Linked DNA regions of Mus musculus: region 1 is linked to region 2. Evidence: chromatin contacts called from public HiChIP or PLAC-seq data. All regions are on one chromosome and are shown on one strand. Each heading gives the region's core, a stretch centred on a gene start, on an enhancer-like site or on the middle of the called end of the contact. The rest is flanking DNA. Distances are from core to core; before and after follow the strand shown.

What was found. HiChIP or PLAC-seq counts read pairs in DNA pulled down with a chosen protein or histone mark.
Region 1: a contact with region 2 is called in an H3K4me3 HiChIP or PLAC-seq map of forebrain, with 4 times the contacts expected there. The contact joins the promoter of Zfp454 here to the enhancer-like site in region 2. A contact is called at or near these places in 6 of 484 Hi-C or Micro-C datasets (B cells, the CH12 cell line, embryonic stem cells and 2 more), 2 of 115 datasets of contacts at active chromatin or transcription factors (embryonic stem cells and forebrain) and 2 of 9 other capture datasets (adipose tissue and liver).

Annotation. Positions count from the first base shown.
Region 1 is chr11:50,885,534-50,888,864 of GRCm38.p6, forward strand. Zfp454 (zinc finger protein 454) reads right to left here and starts at 1,968. Exons shown (of 6, transcript NM_172794.3): 1 at 1,833-1,968; 2 at 836-965. The coding sequence starts at 868.
Region 2 is chr11:50,767,733-50,771,075 of GRCm38.p6, forward strand. The region is part of intron 5 of Adamts2 (a disintegrin-like and metallopeptidase (reprolysin type) with thrombospondin type 1 motif, 2); the gene reads left to right. Among named protein-coding and RNA genes, the nearest start is that of Zfp354c, 58 kb to the right of the region's middle. Within about 2 kb of position 1,604, at least 67 of the 459 cell types and tissues checked have an H3K27ac peak or open chromatin away from gene starts, as enhancers often do. A contact at or near this core is called in adipose tissue and forebrain, where this site is marked.

The DNA of each region.
Region 1 (3,331 bases), core at 718-3,217, 120 kb after region 2:
CTCTTTGATTACCAAACTCAAGAAGAGAATGAGCTGTCAGCAAGCTAGAACTGGTTGGTGGTTCTTCCAGCTTCTGACCTCCCATAAATCCCTGTCCCAGATAGTTAAAGACTTAAAAGAAAAGGAATTAGAACAGGTTTTACCTAAAGAGACTGGTACCACTCAGAATGCCTTTTAGATCTGAGCCCTTTGTAGACAGGCTCTCCATGTAGCCCAGGTTAGCCTCAACTTTCAATCTTGCTGCAGTCTGCCAAGTATTATGAATTCAGGTGTAAGCCACCATACCCAGCTTTGTGTGTGTATATGTGCCAGCTTTGTGAGAGTGTGTGTGTGGTGCTGGAGACTGAACTTAGAGCCCTATACATGCCAACCAAGTATTCTACCACAAAACTATCCCCCTAGCCTATAGAAGTAGAGTTCTTCAATTATTTTTGTACTAATCCTATATATTCTTCTTAAACAAAAGTTACACGTTATCTTTAAAAGACATCAATAACTACGTGGCGTCTAGGACACCCCATGTTCACGGGAAACAGTTCAAATTTCTTCTTTAGATCCTATGTCAGTTCCTGCCTTTACCATTTTGGACCACCATCTTACTGGCTAACAGAAGTAGAAAGGTTTTCATTTTATACTAACCTAGAATCCTGCCCAGATGTGCCACTTTCATGCCTTACAGAAAGCTCTAAAGCTCACTAGGAGGAGATGTGTGGTGGGAGGGAGCAGCTGGGGTCTTTGGGGGTGGCTGGAAAGGAAGCTTCTGGTTAGAGCAATGAATGAAGTCAAGGACACAACTGGGGATACAGGGGGACAACACTGGACAGTGATGACTCACCTGGACCAGGGCCGGGAGCTGGCTGACAGCCATTCCTTTTCTCTGGTGAGCTGAGGAGCATTGAGTAGGAAGGAGGCAGGGGAGGAGCTTTACAATTGCTGGGGTTCTCTGGCTAGAAGCATCTGCACTCCTGTAATGAGAGGGCCGGGTCAAAGGTCACAGGGATGCGCCTCACCATTCACATCCTGGCTCACTTTGTTCTTTTGCTCCCAGTGCATACTCCCTCTGAAGGTAGCTGTCCTCACCCAATCTGTAAAGTGACTTCTCCCCATGCCAGCTCTCCTTCGCATCTTTCCTTTAGTCAGATCCTGCATGCCTTCCCGTTTGTGTGGCTTTGGCTTTCCCCTGCAGAAAGCTTGCCCGGCCCAGTCCTCAAACTCTACCCATTCTCTGTCCCTTCCCCTGCAGCTATGCTTTGGCGTCTTAAGACAGCCTTTCCTCCTGGGACAGCTCTATCCCAACTAGAGGGAAGGAGGAGGCAAAGAGGTGACTTTTTCCTGAAAGGGAAGGGGAGTTAAACCGGCCAGATCTCTCTCTCTCTCTCTCTCTCTCTCTCTCTCTCTCTCTCTCTCTCTCTCTCTGTGTGTGTGTGTGTGGGGGGGGGGCTGTTTCGTGTTTCGGATGGGACAGTGTAGGGAGCGGGTTTCCGGGAGAAGAAATCATTCACATAAGTCACCCTCCACAGTTTCGTCAAGTGCAGGGGCTGCAGTGAAGGTGTCCCTTTCTCAAGTTCCTCAGAGAGAACTTGGAGCCACGCCGGGAATATAACCAGCAGCTGTATGCAACTGTATTTGTGAGTTTGCAGCAAGATGAGCTAGAGGTCCTGACCAACCCTTCTCAACGTGCAATCAGGTTCGGATCCCTTAGCTCGACTACAAAACAGTTCTGCTGGTCCCTTCCATGTGTGGAATCAAATCTCAGTACATGCGCTTCAAAGTTAAGGACGTGGGATCCACGCCTTTCAAAACGGACCACAACCCACCCTTAGTCTACGTACCCTCTGTTCTCAACTCCCAGACCTGACCTTCAGTCTCTGGACACTGCAGATCACCGTGGGGCTTCCCTTAGAAGCTTGTCCACTGCAGAGCATAGCCTCGACAGAGTAGTCAGGACACAATGAGCTGGAGCCTGCTGCTTGACGCGGAGCCGCGCCTGCGCGTTTGTCCAGGAGCCGGGAAGCCTAATTCCCACAAATCTCTCTGCTGCAGCGCTTAGATTTTTGGACTCCTTTTCTCAGAGGGAGACCAGGAGCAAAAAGCGATAAAGCGCGCCTGCGCCTAGTCACTTTGTGGCCGAAACTACAATTCCCAGAAGGCTCTGCGGTGCACTAGCCTATCGCTGGGCAGACAAGTGGTCTAGTCTTGTGGAGACCAGCAGTGAAAAAAGGTCCAGGATGCTGTTATCAAGGTTACTAGACTCTAGGATCTGCAAGCAAAGCCAGAGAACATCCAGGAACGTCGTAATAGCGCCTAACGACAGAGAAAGGTCTTGAAAGACAGTCAGTACCAAGCTCTCAAAAATGCTACAGCCTCTGTTGGAGCTGGACTGGAGAGGCATGATAGACCTTGAGTGCAGTGAGGGTTTGGGTAGCAGGATTACCGGAGGGGGGTGCGGGGGGGGGGAAGGACGATGGCCCTGGAAGTCTCTGCAGAGTAAACAAGTGTCTCTGGGAGCACGGGATAGTATATAGAGAAGCTTGGATTTACTTCTGGTGACTGTATTTTGCTGGGGCCTGTGAGTATCGAGTAATGTACCAGAATCTTTCCCTGAAGATGTCTAGTTGCCTTTGGATATGTAGTAAGTATTCATGGAGGAACTTTCTTATTGGGAGAAAAGTGAAACAAATTCAATTAAAAAAATATGATTTGAGATTGACACTTCTGGGATTGCTGGCCACCCTTTAGGATACAATGTCAGTGGCTCTGTCCTGGGCTTTAAAGATGTCATTCTCTCACTTAGGGCACACACATATAGGTTAAGGCATAGAGCAGAGAGTGTTGAAACAGAGTGACTCCTGCACTGCAGTTTTTGTGTGACTAGGGAAGGTGGTCCATCAAACAGAAAATATTCATTAGGAGTGAATGAAAGGACAGGAATGCTGAGTTAGGGGTTTCAGAGTGAGAAGGGGCAGGGTGTTTGGGAGATTTTACTGTCCCAGGAAGAGCTCCCCACAAAGAATTTGGCTTAGGATATTTGATGCTTAGCAAGACCAGCATGTTCACCAGGAACAAGGAAAGAAAAAAGGGCTCAAGATGACATTGTGTGTGACTCTGAGGTTCTGACCCCATGGTAAAAATGTGGATTTATTTTGTGTGTGAAAGGAAAGCAATGGAAGTTCCAAGTGGACAGATGAACTTATCTGTGCAGACTATGGTCAGTTCTGGGCAGGACAGATTCAGGGTGAAAACTAGGGATGGTCGTAGGACAGTGACTTAGCATTTGTTGGCTTGCTTCCTAACAATCAAAACTCATCCAAAACAACAGCAAAATAAATTA
Region 2 (3,343 bases), core at 354-2,853:
GAGCAGAACTTGTTTTGAAGCCATCAGAGATGGTGGGCCCTGGTCCTGGCATTCATGCCAGCCCAGGGGTACGTGTGGGACCTTGGATGACTTACTTAACATGGCAGAATCTTGTTTTCTGAGCAAGAGGAAGTCTGAGGGACCCCAGTGCTTGACAGGAATGACTGCAGTCACGGAGATCAGACGGACTGCTGACTCTTCACTGTCTGAAGCCCCCACCCCCACCCCCACCTGGCTTTCAGGCTCCCTTCGCTGGGAGTCAGATGACTTTATTTATACCTCCTTCGGGGATTCCAGGCCCTGTGGTCCAGCGGTATTTCTCCCCAAGGAGGAGAGTACAGTCACATAACCGTCAAAGCCGTGTATGTTTTAATCACTCCGTCTTGGTGATGTTGCCTGGGAGGACGCGTCATAGTGTCCTCAGAGCCTTGCTCAGCTCACTGTCTCAGGCATCCTGTCATGGGACTGACAGGCATCCCCTGATGATAAGGGGGCACCCATAGTCACTGTCACCATCTCCATATGACAGTGAAAACGTGGCTCCACGGGGTGAGTGATCTACCAAAAGTCATACATGACAGCCACTTTGTCCCTAGAGGATGAGCCAGTTGCTGTCATTCTGTCAGGCTAGAGAGCACAGATCTTGGGTGAGCTGAGCCTGGCTCCCCTGTGCCATTCCCCCTATGTCCAATGCTCCCAACCGATGGTTCTACAACTTTATGCCCACACTCACGGACTCGGGTTGATGTTTAGAGACACTTTCACTGTTATAATTTGGGAGATGCTCAGGACACACACACACACACACACACACACACACACACACACACACACACAGTTAACTGGCCCCAAAGGTCAGCAATACTGAAGCTGAGAAGAGAGCTCTACACAGCCTGAATCTCAGCCCTGTGTGTGCTTTCTTAATTCCTGCCTGGTGGGCTAGCCTGAGGTCTCCCAGGGCCAGGGCATTCTGGGATGGGTTTGGTACCAGCTGAAGCCAGGTCTCCTTGCAGCCTGAACCACTGGCACTAGAGTGGGCCACATGGTCACTGCCAGAGTAGACAAGGAAAAAGACTTGTGGGTATGGACTGTGTCTTGCTTTCTTAAGGGAAGGGTTTATATCCGTTTATAGCTCCAGGTTACAGTCCATTATGGAGGGAAAAGCCACAGTGGCAAGAGCTTGAGGTAGCTGGTCATGTCACATTATCCGTCAAACCAAAGAACAACCTATCCTTAGCTCTGTTCAGTTCTGTCCTCCCCAGGCTTCCAGTCAGCAAATGGCGCCACCATGGTGGGTGTGTCTTCTCACCTCAGTTAACAGAATCAATACAATCCCTTACAGGCACGCTCAAATCTCCCAGGGGATTATAGATTCTCAGATGGGTGTTAACAATAACTATTGCAAACTGGATGTCCTGCCCAAACAGTCACAGGTCAAAGTTCCTGAGCCCTAAGCTGGGTACTCAGGTTGGACCCAAACACTTTGGGTCAGAGGAGCCCAGAAAGGGACTGAAAGTGTCCAAGAACAGTAGTGCACCCTGTACCCCACACCTCCAGCTCCCTGTCCGTGGCCCTGGGATTGGGTGTGTGCTCACAGACACCACGTGGTGGCGCCCAGCCTGCAGAGCCTTCCTGTTGGCAGGCATGGAGACTGGCCTCCAAACAGCAGATCCCGTTTTTTCTGTCTCCTTGACCGAAGGAGGGAAGAACATAAATAATTCAGCGCATTCCACAGTAAACAGTCAAGTGTCAAGAGAGCAGCGGTTGGAATACAGCTCTCTGCACAAGCCTTAATTGGTTTGTTTAGGGTGAGACCCCAGAATCTGTCTGGTGTCTAGAGGGCTACCATTGCCCGGCTGCAAGTCAGATCTGCCGCCCAGCCTGGAGGAGCTGTGTTCCTTAGCCTGCCGACCTCCCTCAGGATCTTGGCATTGCATTCTTGTAGCAGCAGCGCCACCTGGTGGTTATTTCCATAGCCCGCCCTTCCTTTGCCTTCTGTCTAGAAGTAGACCTACTTCCAGCCAAACTTCCTCCTAACCTTTGTATGACGTCCACCTCCACCTCAGGATTTGGAGTCAACGACTTTAATGGCAAGAGGTGAAGTTTCTTATCTGGGAATTAGGATAATGACAGTGCTTATGTCCTAGGCAGTTTTGAATTTTAAATGAGACGTATGCAGAGGCTTGTTCTCAAAGAGCCAAGAATTTGGCTGTTGCCATCAGCATTTGGGCTTGTCCCTGCTGGTGATGCTTTTCCATGAGTTCCTAGGAATGTTCCTGCAGCCTCTAGGCCCTCCCTGGCCCAGCGTGACTCTCCAGCGTGTGTATATTTGATTTTTGTTCATTCATTAATTCATCCCATTTGTGATCATCATGAATGCTCATTGAACAGCACAGGGACAGCCTCGACCCTGTCTAACAAGCAGTGTATCTAGATATGGCCCTGTGGGAGCCCACAGCCAGCTTGGGTCTCTCTCCAAGGGCCTAGACATGTTCAGTTGTCCTAGATATCTCTGCCTCAAGCTAAGCTCTTTAAAAGGTGTTTAAATAATGTGTGCATGTGTGGAGGTCAGTAGGCATGGTTATGTGCATGAGAGTAGGGAAGGTCCTCTGAGCTGGAGCTGGGGCTACAGGTCCTCTGCAAGAGCAGTATGCACTCTTGAGCACTGATCCATCTCTCCAGACCCTTGGGAGGAGTCTTTTAAGGTCATGTGGGGAAAGACAGCTTGTGGGTCCCAAGTGGAAAGTATGGAGGGTGAGGGAAAAGGGCATGGGGAAAGAGACAGAAACTTCTTTGTGCTTCTAAGGCACATCAGCTGCTTTTCAGCCCTTTAAGCCTCGATTCTATTAGCTTAGCTTGGGTGGCTTAGCTTGGGCCCCAAGGTTGCCTCTTGGCCTGAAGGCGACCAATTGTATATACATTTAGTGGTGGATCCTGTTCCTTGGAATCAGGAAGCAGGCACTCCCTGGAGATTTCACCAGGTGAACAAACTATACAGAAAAGACCATCTTCAAGATAGATTCGCCACAGCACCGTGACCAGATCGCACACCCTCCCTGTTAAGTCGTGAGGCACTCCCCACACATCCTCTGCCCATGTCCACACCCCCTGGCCCTGACATCTCCTGTCGCCCACCAGATGTTGACCCTTTAACAGTGCAGTGAGCCACACTTACTTCCCCTTCCTGACTGCTCCCCCCCATAAGAATCTGCTCTTTCTAAAATGCATATGTGCCCTGTCCTTAGCCCTGGATACAATATTGATGCCTTGTCACAGACCATCCTTTGGACAGGGCACTCTGGGACCCCCTAGAATGTTCCAGACCTAGTAAGAACAAAGAACA